2 separate regions of the Sus scrofa genome follow, and region 1 is linked to region 2. A link is a contact called in public HiChIP or PLAC-seq data. All regions are on one chromosome and are shown on one strand. The core of a region is the stretch at or near the end of the contact, and the rest is flanking DNA. Distances in the headings are between cores, read along the strand shown.

The links. HiChIP or PLAC-seq counts read pairs in DNA pulled down with a chosen protein or histone mark.
Region 1: an H3K27ac HiChIP or PLAC-seq map of skeletal muscle shows a contact between it and region 2, with 9 times the contacts expected there. The contact joins the promoter of LRFN5 here to the promoter of FBXO33 in region 2. A contact is called at or near these places in 1 of 5 promoter capture datasets (fetal liver) and 1 of 2 datasets of contacts at active chromatin or transcription factors (skeletal muscle).

Annotation. Positions count from the first base shown.
Region 1 is chr1:171,903,385-171,907,864 of Sscrofa11.1, forward strand. It overlaps LRFN5 (leucine-rich repeat and fibronectin type-III domain-containing protein 5), which reads left to right and starts at 2,746. Exons shown (of 6, transcript XM_021101105.1): 1 at 2,746-4,283. It overlaps LOC110262077 (a long non-coding RNA gene), which reads right to left and starts at 2,080. Exons shown (of 2, transcript XR_002346604.1): 1 at 631-2,080; 2 at 1-467.
Region 2 is chr1:169,913,042-169,917,502 of Sscrofa11.1, forward strand. It overlaps FBXO33 (F-box only protein 33), which reads right to left and starts at 2,815. Exons shown (of 4, transcript XM_001926592.7): 1 at 1,951-2,815. The coding sequence starts at 2,558. It overlaps LOC102162695 (a long non-coding RNA gene), which reads left to right and starts at 2,759. Exons shown (of 12, transcript XR_002338918.1): 1 at 2,759-3,047.

The sequences.
Region 1 (4,480 bases), core at 1,496-3,995, 2.0 Mb after region 2:
AGTCTTGCCACCTTCTACTGTCAAACTAAAGCAAAGCTTGCTTCTTCCTTTCTATTGGCAAATTCTAATCAGACTGGATAGGAGGGGAGGGTACATGGCTTTGCCAGAGAGTGCTTTCTTGAGATAAGATTAAATGAGGAAAGCACTTTCAAATATAATGTATAATGTACAACAGGAAGGCTAAACTAAAGGAAGAGAGGATGTTTTTGTGAGCTTGGTAGGGCTTGCAAAATAAAAGAACACTGTAAAGTTACACATCACTACTCCCCACATTAAAGAGACATGGATTTCATCTTTCTTTTGCAACACACACACACACACACCCCTCTCATACCCCCCAACACCCTCTTATAACCACACACACACACCCTCTTAGAACCACCCAAGGAGATATTTTAACTGCTCTGCTCCCAGCCCTGGTCTTCTTACAGCTGGTTAAGTGTGCCCCCTGCTCACCTCGGTCCGCCCTGAAAGAAAAAGGAAAGAAAGAAAAGGAAGGGAGAAAGAAAAGAAAAGAAAAGAAAGGAAGGAAATGAAAAAGAAAAGTTATTTAGTCCAGCAGTGCAAAGTCTTTGGATTTCTCATTCACTCTCTCTCTCTATAGTTTGGTCCCCAGGGGGAACTGCAAACCTTTATCTCCCGGTCTTAAGCGGTTCCTATCCGCTCAGCAGGGAAGGGTGGCAAGTGGGACAATCCTGAAGAAAAAAGGAGTCACCCCCGCGTCCTAAAGTATTTGGAAGTGCTCGCTGGAATCAGCTTGTGGTCCAGGCTGGTGCGACTCCGCCGCCCCTCAGTGAAGTCCCAGAAAGCGGCCAAGTTTAAAGTGAAATGAAGATGGAAGCACTCTCTCCCAGTTTCTCCGGGAGTCCCTGGACTTATTTCGCTGCAGGTTCTTGCCCTGGACTTTACGGAAACTTCATTTTTTCACTTCGAGGGACAGAAAGCCACAGGGAAAGCGCTGATGGTTTTAATGGAGAGTCTCCTGGACTGCAGCGGTGTCCGCTGATGTATTTGTCCGCGGTATCCCATTGGCTTATTTTTGTGAGGTATCGCTGCACGGTCCCTCTGCTGCGCGAGTTTGACTCCAGCTCTCGAATTAGGATCGTCTGGCGCCACCCGGGCTTGGTGGAACTCTTCCCGGAGCCCCGGACGCGGAGCCGCCAGAGGACCAGGAGGGAGAAGGCGCAGCCTGAACCGCAGCCCCGGAGTCGCACCCCTTCAGCACAAAGCCTCCAGAAGAGTTGCGGGGATTCCTAAAACCCGGATTGGATCCGGAGCCCGGATCGGGGGTGGTGGGCGGCATAGAGGGGAAGAGGATGGAGTAGATGCGAGCTGTTTCCACTTCAAGCACAACACGCCTCGCATTCTTTCCCGAAATAGGCAGCTGTGTGTGTCCTGCCTATGCATGGGTGCACGTGTAAGCGCTTGGGAAAGCCCGTTGGTGTGCTCGGGTGTGAGCTCATCTTTGCACCCGCAGGGCAACGCTGAAGCCTGGGAGAGGTCTCTTGGTAGAAAGATTCGAGAGCGCCCTATCCAAGGAGGCCACTAGCACGTGGCTTTGCCAAGTAGACAAGAAAGAGGCCCTTATTAGCCAACTTCCTTCCGCAGCTCCTAACTCTTTCACTCTCCTTGGGTTTAATCTGGCTTCTGGTCCAAACAAGATCCAAGCTGTGAGGGAGGCGCTAACTGGAGCCCACGACCACATGCTGGTGAACTGGTTAAAGAGAAAAGAAAGGCTTTCCTGGCTCTAGAAGACACAACAGCTTATTTCACTCGGGGTTCCCAGGAGGAAGCCTTTACCGTGGAGGGAGGGAAGATAGGATCCACGAGAGAAATCCGGATTTGTGGCCAGAAAAGCAGACCCCCCCAACCACGGGGGCCCTGCCTGGCTCTCTCCCCATTCCTCTTCTTTCCAGCTTCAGACCTGTTCCCAGTGCCTTAGTGGCCTGATCTGGTCTGTGACTACTCTGGGGTTTGCTTTCTGCTCTTGTCATACGGAAATGTGGTCAACTGCAGCCCTTGTAATGTCTGATGCTGAGTTAATAATGAAATACAAAGTTCTTTTCAGCTTTTGCTCCCATCTGATTAGTAAGCAAACAATCACTAAGGGGACACTGGAAGCCAGCTGCAGATTATTGAAACCCCAAGTCAGCAGCCCTCCATCTCAGACATTCTCGAAGGGTTATGGCCACTGGCTTTTCTCTCTGTCGGTAGCAGTCACAACCTGACCGGGTAACCGCGTCCTTTATACCGTAACCATTGGGCAGTGGGGAGTCAGCAAGTCCTGCATTCCTAAGAGGCTTGGGACGCCCCTGGAAGTTCGCCTTTCTCCTCCAGGTCTTCTGCTGTCTCCCCTCCCCCTGCCTGCAACGCCCCCGCGCCTCCGAGGCCGCGGGATTTGCTGGCGCCTGGCTGGCCCTTTCCTCCAGCCCTGAGTAAATTGCTCCGGAACACGCCAGGCTCCGAGGCGCTGAGGGCTGAGCTGCAGGCCTGGCGGGGGTCTCGCCTGACTCTCGGAGTCAGGGTGGCGTGGCAGCTCTTGTCACTGCGGCTAGGGCCGGGCCCGCGGCCGCGCGCCCGCCGCCGCCGCCGCCGCCTCCATGCGGCAGCGCCGGGCGCAGTTCCTCCCAGCCGGGCGGCTGCCGCGGTTCGAACACGCCGACGCGTGAATCTGGGTAGCCGGGCACGCCCGGGGCAGCAACCGCAGCGCGTGAGCTGGGCTTCAAGCTCCGTGCCTGAGCGGCGGACTCGCCCAGCAGTGGCAGGCAGCGGGCGGGGCGGTGTGTGCAGTGGCGCGCAAGGAAGCGGCCGGCGTATGCGGAGCGGCCGAACGGAGGATTCTGTGTGTGCGTGCGCGCGGTGTGCGTGTGTTTGCGCGTGTTTTTCCTTCTTCCCTCGAGGATGGGAATGGCTTCGCAGCTGGCTGCTCCCTCAGGATTCTAGACTTTGTGGAGCTTTGGCTTGTGAGCGCAACCCACCCATATAATCCATTTTGCATGGTTGGTTTATATCTAGAGAAAAAAAGCGCAACTGGACGGGGGTGGGGCAGATCAAGAAAACCTTGTGGAAATACAAACACGGACACAACAGTCACAAGAGAGCGGAAGATGAAAGACCTGGGAAGATTTTCATAACCTTCCTGTTGGCCTTTCCGTTTTCCCGAAAGATCCAGGATCTTTTCTACCTTTTCAAGTCATCTTGGCATATATATGTATATATATTTTGTAAGCCGGTCTCCAGCTAGTAGCGTGCGTGCATGTGTGTATGTGTGTGTATGTGCGCGCGCGCTTATCTGATGCATTTGACTGTCTTTTATCCAACGGCCCAGAAGCAAATGTGTTAACTTGGCGGTGCCCCTCGATGCACCGGTTTTCGCAGAGCGCGGAGGACGCCCCGACCCATTTTCCCGGCTGGAGTCAGAAAGGCTGCTCAGCTGTGGACCCTCGTGTTTGGATTGATTTACCGAGAGGCTTGGAAAGCGCCAGTATTCGCCTGCTTCTAGGTACATCACAAGGTCATCAGAGGGTCTTGCAGCCGTCTTGTTTTTGTACGTCTAGACCTTCCTGTCTTGGCCAGAAGGATACGTTTCGGTCCACATAATTTGAAGCCAAAAGTTCAGCCTGTCGAGCTGGTTTCAGCACAAATAAGGTAACGAGAATTGCCTTTCAAACTGCTCAACAAAATCCCCGACTCTTCGACTCTTTCACAGCCGGTTCCTGGATCTCTCCTCCCCACCAAAATGTCACCAGCTCTTGAATTACGTGGATTTGGGTTGGAGGAGAACTTGAAGGAAACGTGATCAAACGGCTATGCCAGACCACTCTCTTTGCTGCCCGTGGTCCGGTGGGCATCGAAGCCGATCGTGAGAAGGACCAGTTCTCTCCTTGCTTTTCCTTTATCCTGCTGTACTGGGTTTGCGTGTGCAAGTGTGAGTGCGAGTGCGCGCGCGCCTGGGTGCGAGTGTGTGTGTGTGTGTTTGAGTGTGTGTCTGTGTGTGCGTGCGCGGCCGCCCTGCCTCTGCCTGCTCCCCGGGTGCAGAAACGCGGTTTTCATGGGGCGATCGCCACGGATCCTCCACCCAGCGCGACCTGCGGGCAGCGGCGGCAGTGGCAGGAGCCGCCTCTCGGACTCCCTAGGATGCGGGTGCTGAGCTATGGCAAAGGGCAGCGAAGTGACGAGCGAGACCCGCGCACGACTGTGAAAGCCACCTGGAGCCACCTTGCCGGGATTGTACCTGCGGGCAGAAAGTCCTCCTACGACCGTCTTTCCTCTAGAGGCACCAGGTAATAAGCAAACGACTACCCGCCTCACCCAGTTTGCTTCTGATCTTATTTCTAGTGTCTTATCTGCATTGCAGGCTACTTTACTTATTAATGTTTTGAAAATCATTAGGAAGGGCTGGGTATCCAAGGGAGCTCTGTGATGTTGTAATATAATTTCTAGTAGGTAGAATATAAGTCTATACCTGAGCGTTTAATCC
Region 2 (4,461 bases), core at 1,565-4,064:
TTTAACATCCACATTAATACTTCCAGCATTACTAGACACTCTCAAGACATTTTCAAAAATAAAGCTGAGATTAACTTATTTCTAAGCATATAAAGATTATTTATATGGCAGCCTTACAGAAAAGTAGATCGGGATGCTAATAAAAAAATGGGCACACTTTTATTTGCAAATTAAACCTCAATTACAGCTGAAAAAAAGTGGTAGGGGTGAGGAGGGGGAGGAGAGAAGAGTTAAACAACAAAGCCAAGATGTTAGATACCACTATTTTGCCTGCATAACCTCATCCATCCAATCAACCAGTTATTAAAACACTTAAAAGGAACATGCACTTTGAAAGGCGTGTTCTTACTTGGACAAAAGGCACACATTTTTAAGATGATTGCTTGGAACTATCTGATCTCAAAAAATCTAATTGATACTTGCTGAATTCATCCTCCCTGGACACCCTCCTCAGCAGTAACTGCTCACTGAATCAATCTCTCTAACTTCTGGGTCATTTGGGCCTCTAGCCATCACTCAGCTCTGACAAAGAGTCTCCAACCTGATCAAGACCAATTTATAGCCTTAAACAGCCTCTCTTGCCACATAAAATGAAAGTAAGGAAAATAATGGCTTGATGTGAAAAGCTGGGAAAATACACAGCCCACTGGAATGATGAAGCCATGCTCCAGATACAGTCTGGAGCCATATGCTTATCTCCTACCCTTCTGAATCAGAAACATAATTAAGAATATGTGTATATATATATATCTCACTTAGCATTAAACCCGGACCTTAGTTCCATCCTGTTCAACATAATGTAACTACCGCGAAAGAAAGACCACTGCTTAGAGAAAAACAATGCTGTATACAATGTGTACATCATTTGACAAATTGACCCTGTTATGCATCAGTTTCTTTTCTATAAAATAGGGATAATAATAGCTATCCTGACTAACTCACAGGGTCATTGAAAGGAGCAAATAAGATAGTGAATGTGAAAGTACTCACAAACTACTAAATTATTATTATGTAAGTTGCTCCTTCTTAGAACTTTTGAATTTTCTTCTAACTCATACTTTAATTATAAAGTTAGAATACCCAGATACAGAACATCTAAATTAACAGTATTTTGGAGACGGTGATAGACAAATAATGGAAAATATTGATTAGGACAATGGGTCAGAACATATCAAGTTAGTCTCAGAATTACAGTAGAATTCTAATGAAAAACTAGGCCGCTAAGGGCTTACTCTTTATAGACACAGGCCAGTTCCCCCAACTCATGCAAACACCAAGCTATATATACTGTGCTACTTTTAGGTGAATAACTAGGGATAAGTTGAGTCTGGAGGTGCAAAGGGGAGGGACTTCCCAATCTTCATTATCAGGCTGTTCCCCAATCCTTTTAACAAACACTCCTACTCTTCATGCCTGGCCTAGTTAATCAAAACTATTCCCAGTAAGAAAATGGCTGTCAAAGATTTTTTGGGGGGGTACAGTCTAGTAACTATGAGAAACCAGTAGCATAGCTAGTCCTTCCCCACCACGAACTATTTTGAATGGATAGATTCAGAACTGAAAAAATCAGGTAGGATTTTGTTTCTCCCAAGACTCACTCACAGGCCTCACCCTCCAAGCTTCAGCTCTCATCTGTAAAATGAACTCCATCCCATTGCCAACGAAAGTACGAATGAGACAGGGCTTGGAAGGTGCCAGGAATGCTGTCTGATAAACACCAAATCCATCACTGTTTATAAAGTATTACGATAATCCCGTTATGCCCTCCCGCCTCAAGGAAATCGCTGGATTAAAACTGAAACCCCTAATCACTGAAAAAAGCAACGCTGAAGCGGGCCGGGAGTATCCGCACAGAATCTATTTTGAGGTGAGAGGAAGAAGGCCATCCTGCTCCCCGGGAGAGGAGGAAGCGGGAGAAGAGGATGAATGCAGGGTCCACGACGAGCCTACCTGTTGTTCCGGATGCTGACCAGCACGCACAGCACCAGCTCTAAGTAGGTGCGCAACACTTCTAGCCAACGGGATGAGAGCTGCAGGGCTTCGACTTCTTCCCCGCCAGTCCCGGTGTCGGCGCTGCCTCCATCGCCCGGGCCGCCGCCGCCGCTCAGGTAATTCTCCGCGGCGAACTCAACGCGCAGCTCTCGCACGAACCAGCCGCACTTGCGCATGAGGAATTCGAGCCGTGGCTGCTCCGCAGGCGAGACGCGGAGGCAGATGCGGAGCTGGGGCCAGAGAGCAGGATAGAAGAGGCACTCGCGCCAGTGCGAGCAGGAGGCCGAGGCCCGTAGCCGGTCGGAGGCGGACAGGAAGGAGAAGATGTGCACGATCAGCTCGCTGGGCAGCGACGCAGCGCCTGCCGCCTGCCCGCACAGAGCCATCCGGCCCCGCCGCCGGCTGCCGGTCCCCGGCCGCCTCCGCAATCCCCGGAGCAGCCCCCGCAGCCGTCGCAGCTGCTGCAGCCGCAGCCGCCGCCGCCGCCACCGCGCCACCCGGGCGGCCCCTGCTCGGGTTCCGGCTCCCGGTGGTCGGGGCTGCGGCACTGACAAGAACAACAACATCAATGACAAGGAAGAAGGGGGCGGAACCGTCGTAGGTCTCGGCGGAACCAAGTACAGCACAAGTTGCGGAGAGGGGGAAAGGCCTCTGCGGGGTTGGCCTCCAGACAGCCAGCCTGTGGCCTCTCAAACTTTACTCACGCGCGTCCGAGGCCTACACACTCAGGAACTTCAAAATCCTTGCTTTTACTGGTTAGGGGCCCGGAAGCGGCAGGACTAATTGTAAGGAAACGGCAGCCCTCCCCGCGCCTGGAGGCGGAGGCAGAGCAGTGGTAGGACCTGAGTTTGACGTCACCAGTGGTGGGAGGAGCCCGGCGTGATCCGGAGCTACTTCCGGAAGAAGGGAGCGCCCGGTTGCCGGTAGGAAAGGGAGACGCGGCACGTGACTCCTGACGCACGCAGGCTGTCGGGACGGGGGTGGGGAAGCGCTGGTGGTGCCGGTGTTGGGCGCCCCCTCCCGTCTCACAGAGACCGCCGAGTCCCGTCTTGTTTGTAAGTCGGTTAACTGGGGCGCTCAGGCAGTGTAAGTGGCGGAACTCGCGTTAGCGTAAGCGGGCGGTGACGCTTCTCATTATACGTTTTCCTGTTGCTGGGCTGAGGACTCAGAGCCAAAGTGCCGGCTTGGGTCTTTTTCAGCCTAACCTCCCCTCCCCCCTCCCCCGCAGAGAATTGTTGGGAGTTTCTGAGAAAAAGCCGCTAAGGCAGCAGGACCGGCGCCCTCGCGGGCTAACCCGAGGGGCTGGGTGAGGAGAGGAGAAGCGCGGGGAGGGGAGGCTGGACACAGGCCGCAAGCGGACCTTCCCTCGTGGTCAGACCTCGGAGTGGACAGTAGCGCACACCTGGGTGCGAGGGGAAGGAGTGAGGACAGCGCCACCCTTTGGATTTTGAGGGAGAAGAGAAAAAAAAAGGGCAAATGGGTTAGATCTGTTGGTTGATAATTAGTCTCTTATCCAGAGATTGAGGGAGACTGAGTTCCAGGTTTGGGGGCTCTAATTGTAAAGAAGTTTGTTGTTATGGTAAAGGTTTTCTTTAGCTCGGCGCCCGGTTTTTGAGGGAGGGATTTTTCGAAAGAGTGTCCTAACTTTATCACAACTCGGGAAGTAGTTAGTTAACTGACTGTAAGGAGCAGTGAAGTCAGAAAGAAATAAGCGATTTTATGTAATAATTGAGGATCGCTTTAATGAGGCTGCCGCTTCAAAGCCTTAACTAGGGTCTTGGAACAGCCGTGTTTATTTGTGGCTAACTCTCAGAAGCTGTTCTCCTGGATATTTTTAGCCCTCTGAGGGCAAAACTCTCCATTCATAATGCTTCCATGCCTTTTGATGCCTAGCACAGGCCCGTTACCAATAATATTGTGTTGGTACCTCAGTTATCTTCATTTCGGTACCTGTGGGGGGGGGGAAGCTATCATTCATGGTAGGTCACTTCTCTGAACCTCTTGTCTGTAAGAGATTTTTCTATGCAGTTATTATTATATCTTATGAATGGATTAATGAGCATTAATGGAAACAGCAGTGAATTAGGAAGTTGAGGCTTGGATTTAAATTTTTTATTTTTTAAAAGCATTCATTTTTTGGGGGGGGGGCTTGTCTTTTTAGGCCCGCACCCGCGGCATATGGAGGTTCCCAGGCTAGGGGTCCAGTTGGAGCTGTAGCTGCCGGCCTACACCACAGCTCACGGCAGCCCTGGATCCTTAACCCACTGAGCGAGGCCAGGGATGGAACCGGCAACCTCATGGTTCCTAGTGGGATTCGTTTCTGCTGCACCTCCATGGGATCTCCATCATTGAAATATTTTGAGTGACCCATGGACATCTAGATTTCCCACTTAATAGTAATTAAGTGTGCATCTCTTTAAAAGCGTATTATTACATAACAAAACTATCACACTTGAAAAACTTCTGTTG